Linked DNA regions of Sus scrofa: region 1 is linked to region 2. Evidence: chromatin contacts called from public Hi-C data. All regions are on one chromosome and are shown on one strand. The core of a region is the stretch at or near the end of the contact, and the rest is flanking DNA. Distances in the headings are between cores, read along the strand shown.

Evidence for each region. A called contact is a pair of places that touch in the nucleus more often than the background predicts.
Region 1: a Hi-C map of heart right ventricle shows a contact between it and region 2, with 6 times the contacts expected there. The contact joins two enhancer-like sites. A contact is called at or near these places in 2 of 47 Hi-C or Micro-C datasets (fetal heart ventricle and heart right ventricle).

Annotation. Positions count from the first base shown.
Region 1 is chr1:40,625,837-40,630,220 of Sscrofa11.1, forward strand. The region is part of intron 1 of LOC110260218 (a long non-coding RNA gene); the gene reads left to right. Among named protein-coding and RNA genes, the nearest start is that of GJA1, 370 kb to the right of the region's middle. Within about 2 kb of position 2,240, at least 11 of the 83 cell types and tissues checked have an H3K27ac peak or open chromatin away from gene starts, as enhancers often do.
Region 2 is chr1:40,427,740-40,432,197 of Sscrofa11.1, forward strand. No RefSeq gene overlaps it. Among named protein-coding and RNA genes, the nearest start is that of HSF2, 250 kb to the left of the region's middle. Within about 2 kb of position 2,707, at least 4 of the 83 cell types and tissues checked have an H3K27ac peak or open chromatin away from gene starts, as enhancers often do.

The DNA.
Region 1 (4,384 bases), core at 990-3,489, 200 kb after region 2:
TATTAAAACACACCCTTATGTTTGTGTTTCCTAAAATGTGCTCTGATATTTACATATCCATTCTCATACTCTTGCCCAGGTACAGGCAAATATACACATTCATTTATTTCTCCCTTTTGGTTATAACCAGTGACCGTATCTTGTGTGTCACTGGATTAACACCATAGACGTGTACACAGCTGATATTGTGCACATATTAATTACTTCTTAACTTTGAAAGATGATAATTCATAACTGTACTTGAAATGAAGAATAGTTCTAAAGCGTAATACGTCTTCCTTCCCTCTCTCTAGCACAAGCATGCTTTCTTTGATTTAAAACATTCAGTTTTCAGTTTGTTTCATCACCTGGGAGAAGTGCTGGCTTTGAAAATGTAATTTATGAAAGCATAACTTTCAAAAAGTGGCAAGAAAAATTTTTAGGTTTTTCTCATCCCATTACTTCAGTAATGAATTCTGATTTTCTTAATAAGAACAAGTTGTTTTATAAAAATCCCTTTTAATTATTTCAAATTTCTATCTGAAAAGGAGTGGGCTTGTCTACATAATTCTCCAAAGAGTGATCACAATAGACCACACCTAAGCTATCTGAAAAGCCAGGAAAATATATTGACCATCTTGATGTTTAGTTCCAGATAATTTCACCTCTGAACATTTCAAGTGTAACAATAATAAACTAGAAAGTAAACACCCTAAAAAACTATCTTGAAAACATCACTTTATATTTGTAAGATGTTACTGATGTGCAGGCATAGGGAATAAATACATCGTAACAGTGTTCCAAGCCTGTTCTTATTTTATAACAATTTAAAACTGAGATGGCAATGAGATTTTCAAGCTTTCCAGTCTCATAAATCACCATCAGGCATTTTTACCATTGTTTAATGTTTGCTCCCTAGAGAGATCATTATTATTTGGGACATAGAGTGTCTATATCATTTTACAATGTGAAAAGTAAAATATGAACACATTCTTGAAGGTAAGACAGCTTACCTCAAGTCATATCCCATGTCTATGCAAGAGAAATAAATAGAAACTTAGAAATTGTGATCCTTGTTTTTCTAGGGTGGCCATGTTAGACTACCCATATTTTCACTTCATCCTTCAGTGGGATGGATACCTTGTTGATAACTTTGTTGACCCTCTGTGTAGTCCTCCCGTTGACTTAGCAGTTGGCACAGATATGTCCTTTGTCTACTAGTTAGGTTTTGTGGAGAGTGATTTAAATAATGTTCATTCCAAATCTACATTTGTCAGGTTTCTACCCCTCTCTAGAAGCCGAGATAAAAATCAAAGACTAGGTGAAAACTTAAGTTCATTCCTGTTTTCCAGTTTTGAAAAAGGAGAGTTGAGGGGTAGAATGATTTTATTTTCCCTAGTTAAAAAAATGGAAGAAAAGGAAAGAAAAATCTTGCTGCTAGCATGTCAGTACCTTAATAATCAATAGGGGACACACCAATAGCTTCAGAACTGAGTATTTTTCTTTCTCGCCAAAGATGTGATTGATATAAGCCTCTGTAGATGCAAAGATGATTTTCAAACTCACTGCATAAGCCTGACTTAAGATAATTTTAAATAATGAAAACACATGTGATGTTAAAATAGCATTAAATATGAGTTAGAATTTGTTAGTGACAAAGGCCCTTTTAATGATGAATCTGGACAGGAAATGGTCATTAAAATCTAATCATATGCTTCTAATTGTGATGTAGTAATACTCTCTGCTGAAAGGCAATGTGATCAACTAAAGGAGATTGAGCAATAGTGGAATGGAAAAAGAATTAATAGCAGGCAGGGTAGTTTGAAACTTTTCTGAGGGCTTTTAGGAGAAAACATGTTGTAACCTGTTTTGCACTCGTAACCTAGAAGAACACTGATAGAAATTCGATGAAATAAAAAGTGGCAGAAATGGTTCCAGAAGTGGTGAGAAAGAGCCAGGATAAAAGACGATGGCTTTGCCAGCCACGCTGGCTGAAAGGTAGGTCCAAAAAAGAGACCTCACATTCCAAAGGCCCTCCCTTGACTCCGAGACCCACACTTTTCCCACTGCACCATGCACGTCCAGTAAATGTTGCCTAAGAAAATATTGGCTAAGAGGCCAATTTGGATTCGAAATTGGTTTGTCTGAAGCTAGAATTCACAGTTTTTACCACATCACTCTTCCTGCTCTAAAACCCTTCAGTGGCCTTCCTTTTAAATGTGCTGTGTAAACAAAGCGCATCATTCTTTCGGCATTCCATTGAGACTCCCTCACTCTCACCAGTTTCATCTCCCACTGCTTTCTACAGGAAGGGATCGCTGCATCCAAATCAGTCCATTGTTCAGCCTCTGTGCTCTTCTGCTTCCATATACTGTTACTCTGGATCTTCTCTCAAGTTGTTCCTCCATCTGGAACCCCCTCACTTCTGTCCTCGGTTTATTTCAATCTTACCCAATATTCAATGGTAAAGTAAAAAACGCACCTCTCTGTAGATGTTTTCTAAAGAGCCCAGCCAGTCCCCAGGTCTCATTTCCTTCTCTGGACACCTACAGTACAACCCGTGAAACCACTGATTGAATCTTTATTAGATTCTGCTTAGTGTTGTGTGCTATCATTCTTAGAAAGCCTCTACAACAGTGCAAAACCCCAAATCACACCAAAGTGCCTCCATTGTGAAGAATTAAATAAATAAGCTCTCATGCAATGTCACGTGTAGCAAATGCACCATACAGCTTATAGAGGGCTTTCACTTACCTCACCATGAAGTTTTGGATAAACAAGCTCTCAAACTCCCAGACTATAGAGTTTATAGAGGGCTTTCACATATAATATCTTACTTCACAGTGCCCTTGGAGGAAGGTCTGACAGATATTATGATCTTTATTTTACAGATGAGGAAGCTAAACTAAGGAATCATGAGTGATTTACTCAAGGTCACACTGACTACAGGGCAGCATGGGGATTTAGAGCCATTTGTTAATGCTCATTTGGCTTAATGGCTTTCTTCTTTCTGTACTTGATCATGTCAATTTTATAGTTTTAAACTTGTGATTCGGAGTTTGGATAGATTATTAAAATGACAGAGGAAAAAAATCTTCATACTAAGAGATCACAGAGATACAAAGCTAATAAACATAATAAAGGCATATGATTAATACTTTAAGTGACTTGGCAATTGTAAAACAAGAGCGAGCATGAAAGAGCTCTTAATGTTGAATTAAATCATGAAGACTAAGTGTGCCAGAAAGAGCAGTAAGATGAAAGTCTGGGAACTATGGTTCTGAGTTAAGTATGATTTAGGTTTTTTCTTAAATGTTCAATCGTGTACTGCAAGATGAAAGGACATATTATTCAAAATCCATTAAAAATTAGAAAAATATATGTTCACAAGATTCTGTTGACTAACCTGTTCCAGTGTTGAATTGCTAATATTCTTACCTGCAAGCTCTGAGCAGGCATAGTTCTGAGTATGTTTCATGGATCATCTACTACCTCTTACAACAGAGTTCAGAAATATTATTACCCCAACTTTTCAGAGAAACTGAGATGAGAACAAGCGTTGATATAGGTGAGTTCTTCAACATACACTCCCTCACCCCTAAGCCCAAGCTAAACTCTGTATAATCACCCTTGGAGTAAGGAAAATCTGAATCCAATGATTTTAGTACATTTTCAGTTAAAGTAAATATATTTGGGCTGCATTGTGCTTCTTAATAACTGTCCATTAGTTTAAAAAATAAGAACATTCCTTGAGTTCTTGCTAAAACTGTATATAACTTCAAGGACTTAATATTTCCCTAGAGAACTTAAAAGTCAAGTTTGGGACAAAGCAGTCTCCAATACAAGCTCTTCTGTGCTTTGCAGTGTCTGCACATCTGTTTGCTGCCACATATGTAAGAAAGGAACACATGTGGCTAAGTTAGGATTGCCAAGTGTCTCTGATTCTGAAAGGCAAGGTTTTAGTTTGTTTTAGGAGGACATCCTGGTCTCAGTGGTCTTCAGCCTTGTTCAGTTTAACCATAAATGCAGAGGTTAACAATTTTCTGGGAATATAACACAGTTTTTCTGTCTTAAAATAAGTGATTGTTACTCTTGTGGATGATCCATCTTCAAGCATGTTTGTGTTTGTGACCTCCCTTGTGGTACTGGCAGTAAACAGTGAGAGCTAACAAACGGCTGTTTGAAATAACACAGATCCAGGCTTGAATCTCAACCCTTCTTTTTACTGTGTGGTACGGAGATCTGGCTCGTCAGCAGGAATTCCACTCATAGCACCTGCCGTACTGCCCTGTGAATCCCAGTATTCCTGGGATGAATTTCACTGTGATACAATTAAAACAATCCTTACCTAGATGGGTCTTTTCGTGAGCTGGGAAAAAATGAACACAAGTATGGTTTTCAATCA
Region 2 (4,458 bases), core at 1,457-3,956:
GATTTGTTAATGATTTTTATAATAAAGAGATCCAAAGTTTTAATAAATTATTTTCCCTAATAGAATAGAGGTTTTTAAAAATCAAACAAGTAAAGAATGATTTGCTGAATAGGATCGTTGTTGTGAGAACAGGATTAAATGCCATTAAATATCTTGGAAAAACCTGTGACAAAGTAAACTTGTGTGTGAGGTCCTAAAATTCAAACTTAGCCTTTGAATTTGGCATTTTATTTATTTATTTTAATTTTTATTTATTTTTTGTCTTTTTGCCATTTCTTGGGCCGCTCCCGTGGCATATGGAGGTTCCCAGGCTAGGGGTCCAATCAGAGCTGTTGCTGCTGGCCTACACCACAACCACAGTAATGCGGGATCCGAGCCGCGTCTGCGACCTACACCACAGCTCACGGCAATGCAGGATCCATAACCCACTGAGTAAGGGCAGGGATCGAACCCGCAACCTCGGTTCCTAGTCGGATTCGTTAACCACTGCGCCATGATGGGAACTCCCGGCATTTTATTAAAACTCAATAAAAGGAACTTAGCCTTTCGTCTGTAATCATACCACTTTTCCATCTTATTGAGGACGTAAATACTAACAGCCCCTCAAGATAGGATTTGTGTAAAATTTATTGCTTTATTACTCAAAAAAACCCCACCAAAATACTGGGTTTACAGAGAATAGGATTTAAGTATTTATTGAATATATTAATGAATAAAGACAGTAAATATTTACCATATGTTTTGCATAATATATTGTGTTTTATATAGTGTCTTATCTAACTTCTAAATAACCTTTAAATCTTTATTATTATTTATATTTACTTTTAAATTTAATTTTTATGCAATTTAATTTTACCATTTAAAATAGAATTTTAAAATGTTATTTTTGGTAAATACATACGTATGTTTAAAATGCATGCACAATCATGAGAATAATTTGGTTCAAGGCTTAAATCTAGCTTTGAAGGACTTTACAACAGGTCAGGAAGTATTAAACACATTTTATAATTTTGTAAAATGAGGCTAAGGCAGAATGTATCTCACACCAAGTAGCCCTAACTCTTTGGAACAGACTCTTATGACTCAAAAAGCATTTTTTTTTTCCATAATAAACTGTCTCAATGTCTATCATTTTGTTGAAAGCTTTGCTCATTGGGATGCCTGAAGAAGATGAAATGTAAAAAACAGTTGTGTGTCTCTCTTTTCCCGAGAATTACTTTGAGTATATACCACACTGGCTACCACACTGGTTCCAAGTATTAAACAGACCTGAAGTCTTCAATTTTCAGCCAACCTTTCGTAGCTTAGACATTCTGTAATTTTGTCAAAAGCAAAAGAGTAAAAATATTCTTAAAAGAATATTGAAGGTTTATTGATTTTTTTGGCCACGCCCACAGCATGTGGAAGTTCCTGGGCCAGGGATGAAATACAAGTATGCCACATCTGAGCCATTTCAGGGACGACAATAAGCAGGATCCTTATCCTGCTGTGGCACAAGGGAACTCCTCTATTGAGTTTTAATAAAATGCTCTTTAAAATGTATATATTGCTTAGCTTTTCTGGGCTCAGTTTCCTTATTTCTAAAGAGAAGGCAATTGGATTATAGGGTATCCAAGCTCCTGCCAAGAGCAGGACTATTTTCAGTGTTATGAAGAAAGTGTACTTTCTTCCAACTATTAGAAGCTTGTTTCCTACTTTCTTTTCATCACTCTAGTTGTAGACAATTTTTCCAGTGTGATATATTAATATATTATGGCTGAAAAAGACTGCTTCCAAAATGCTTATAAGATTATACATCTTTTTGTCTAACAACACAAATTTGTTTAAATGGCCATTAGAAACTTGGGAAGATGGCATTATAAAACCAAGTGTCATTCGCTCTTCTAGAGTTGGCCTTGTATTAGAGTGTCATTTTTAGGTGTTTGTGCCTATCTCCTTCTGAAGTGGATAAAAATTATATGCTCTTATTTGTATCTCCCAAACCTATCACCTCACAGTGAAAGACGTGTTGGTGATATCTTGGCGACAGGAAGAATGGTCTGTGTCAGCGATAACAACCACGTTCCTATTCCCTGATCCTACCATTTATCTTCTGGGTGCCACCTTTCATACCTTCTATAGGGTTTCTGGGCAAATTTTAAAATGACTGTGCTGTCAACCTTTTCACGTGATGAGGACATCCAGACTGCCACCATTGCCAAGTACAGAAAATGGCACTTGCAATAGCCCAGAAGTCACCTCTGTTCTGAATCAGCTGGGGCCAGTGACACAGACTAAATCACATGAGAGAGCTGCTGCATGTCCTGGGAAGGTACGCATTTTCTAAAGAAAGAAAACTATTTTGGAACTTCTGAATGTGACAACCTTTCTTGTTCACACTCAGTAAACACATTAGCTGGATTCTTCTGATTATCAATTAGCAATGTTTTTGCCAGGAATACTGGCACTGATGCTGTTTTTAGCATTGAAAAATCCTGTGGAAGAAATGAGGATTTTAGCATGTTGTAGGTGTTATGGTTTCTGAGTGTTTTACGGCATTCTCTGAACTATTATAACTAATTAACTTTTCAATCAGAAAATGTGCCTCTTTTGCTGTTAGGTTTCAAGAGGAGTTTCTTTGAAAAGAAGTAAAATAATAAAGGCTTGGGTTGAATCTACTTTCATAGGCAAGTCACATCTCACATTATTAAGCACTTGTACTGAAGAGCTCCCAGGGCGAATGAGGCCAAGGTTAGGACTCTTCAGACATCAGAGGCCAAGTTCTATCTTATAAGAAATGATTTTATCCCCCAGTTACAGTCTAGGCCCCTGGCCCTGACTTGTTCTCTGTCACCAAGAGATAGTAGTTTTACCTGACATGAGGGATGCCAAGAAAGAGATCGTGAATGGCAGTGAAAATCATCATGATGCTAAATAAAAAGACAGCTAGACTGAATATGAATTTGTAGCTTCCCCTTTGTATTAAGTTGAGCCACACAAAATTGCCTGTTCTGTTAGTCAAAGAAGTAAAATAAAAGCAATTTTATATGGTTCGAACTTACATTTTTTCTGGCTATCATTTAGAAAGGAGAATTTAGGGAATTCTGTTAGGTCAACTAGACTGATTCTTTTTCATGCAAACACAGCTTTCTCAAGTTAAATGATCAGACTAAAAATAATTTAATTATAGGGTTTTCTGGAATAAAATTTTAGTAGAAACAGGGTGACAAAATCTAATAAGTTAACTATTTCTATTTAAGCCCAGTTAATTATTGGGGCCATATCATGTGATTATTTCTACCTCCTGATGCCAGGATACAAGGGTTCAAATCTGAGCTCTGATACATATTTCCTTCACCTTGAGCAGGTTACTTACTCCATCTGTGACTCTGTTTCCTTACCTTTAAAATAGAAATGATGATAGTACCTACCATGTAAGGTTGTGGCAAGGATTAAATGAGTAATCAATATAAAAAACTTGGAATGGTTTTCAGTATACCATTATAAATGTTGGTACTTATAGTTACCAATCACCAAATGAAGCTATGGAAGAAAACTAACTAGATGAGCAAATCCCTGTTGTCATTCTGGTTGTGGTCGAGATAGATTTTCAGTCTAGAGCAACTGATCTTAGAGCCCGGTACTATATTTTCCGACTGACTAGTGGTGTTAAGTAGATCTCATGTGCATGTTAGGTGATAACATTGTCAAAGATGACTGAAACATTTCACATGATGAGCTTTAGAAGAGCCAAGAACTCCAGTGAGCGCTAAAGATAGATCACCAGCCTGCAGAGAATCCCTCTCTGCTGGTTTAGATCAGAAGTGCAGTGACCTTACAGTGAGCCTTTTAGAGGATAAGTACTATTTGATGAGGACACCATCATGATTTGGTTGGTCATGATGCTCTAGCCCCTATCAAATCTTTAGTATCTGAAATTTTCTCACACTGATTCCTGTCACCATGAAAAAGGGGCCAACTCTCTCTTGATCAGGAATTGTGTGAGGCTCAACAAATACATAGCAACCAAGTTTTTATCTGAGCAGGGTGACAGATAATTTCTCAATATCTCACTAGAAAAAGAAATATGTGATATAGCGGTTTATGGTCAGATGATGGCTGAAAATACAAGGAAGTGGAATCTAAAAGCCAGGCAGAATTTTCAAGGCAGCAGACCACTGTGTTTTCCTCTTTCCATTGAAAACTGTGGAGGTTATGGACATGTAGCCATAACCTCTGGAAAAATGAGTTCCATTCTTTATTTTCTTTTTTTTAAAGAAGGACATTTATCTCTCTCTTTTTTTGGGGGGGGGGGAGGTTCCATGGTATATGGAAGTTCCTGGGTCAGGGATCAAACCCATACCGCAGTGACAACCTGAGCCACAGCAGTGACAATGCCGGATCCTTAATCCACTAAGCCACTGGGGAACTCCATGAGTTCCATTAATACTGTATTTAGCAGTGGATTTCAAAGAGAAG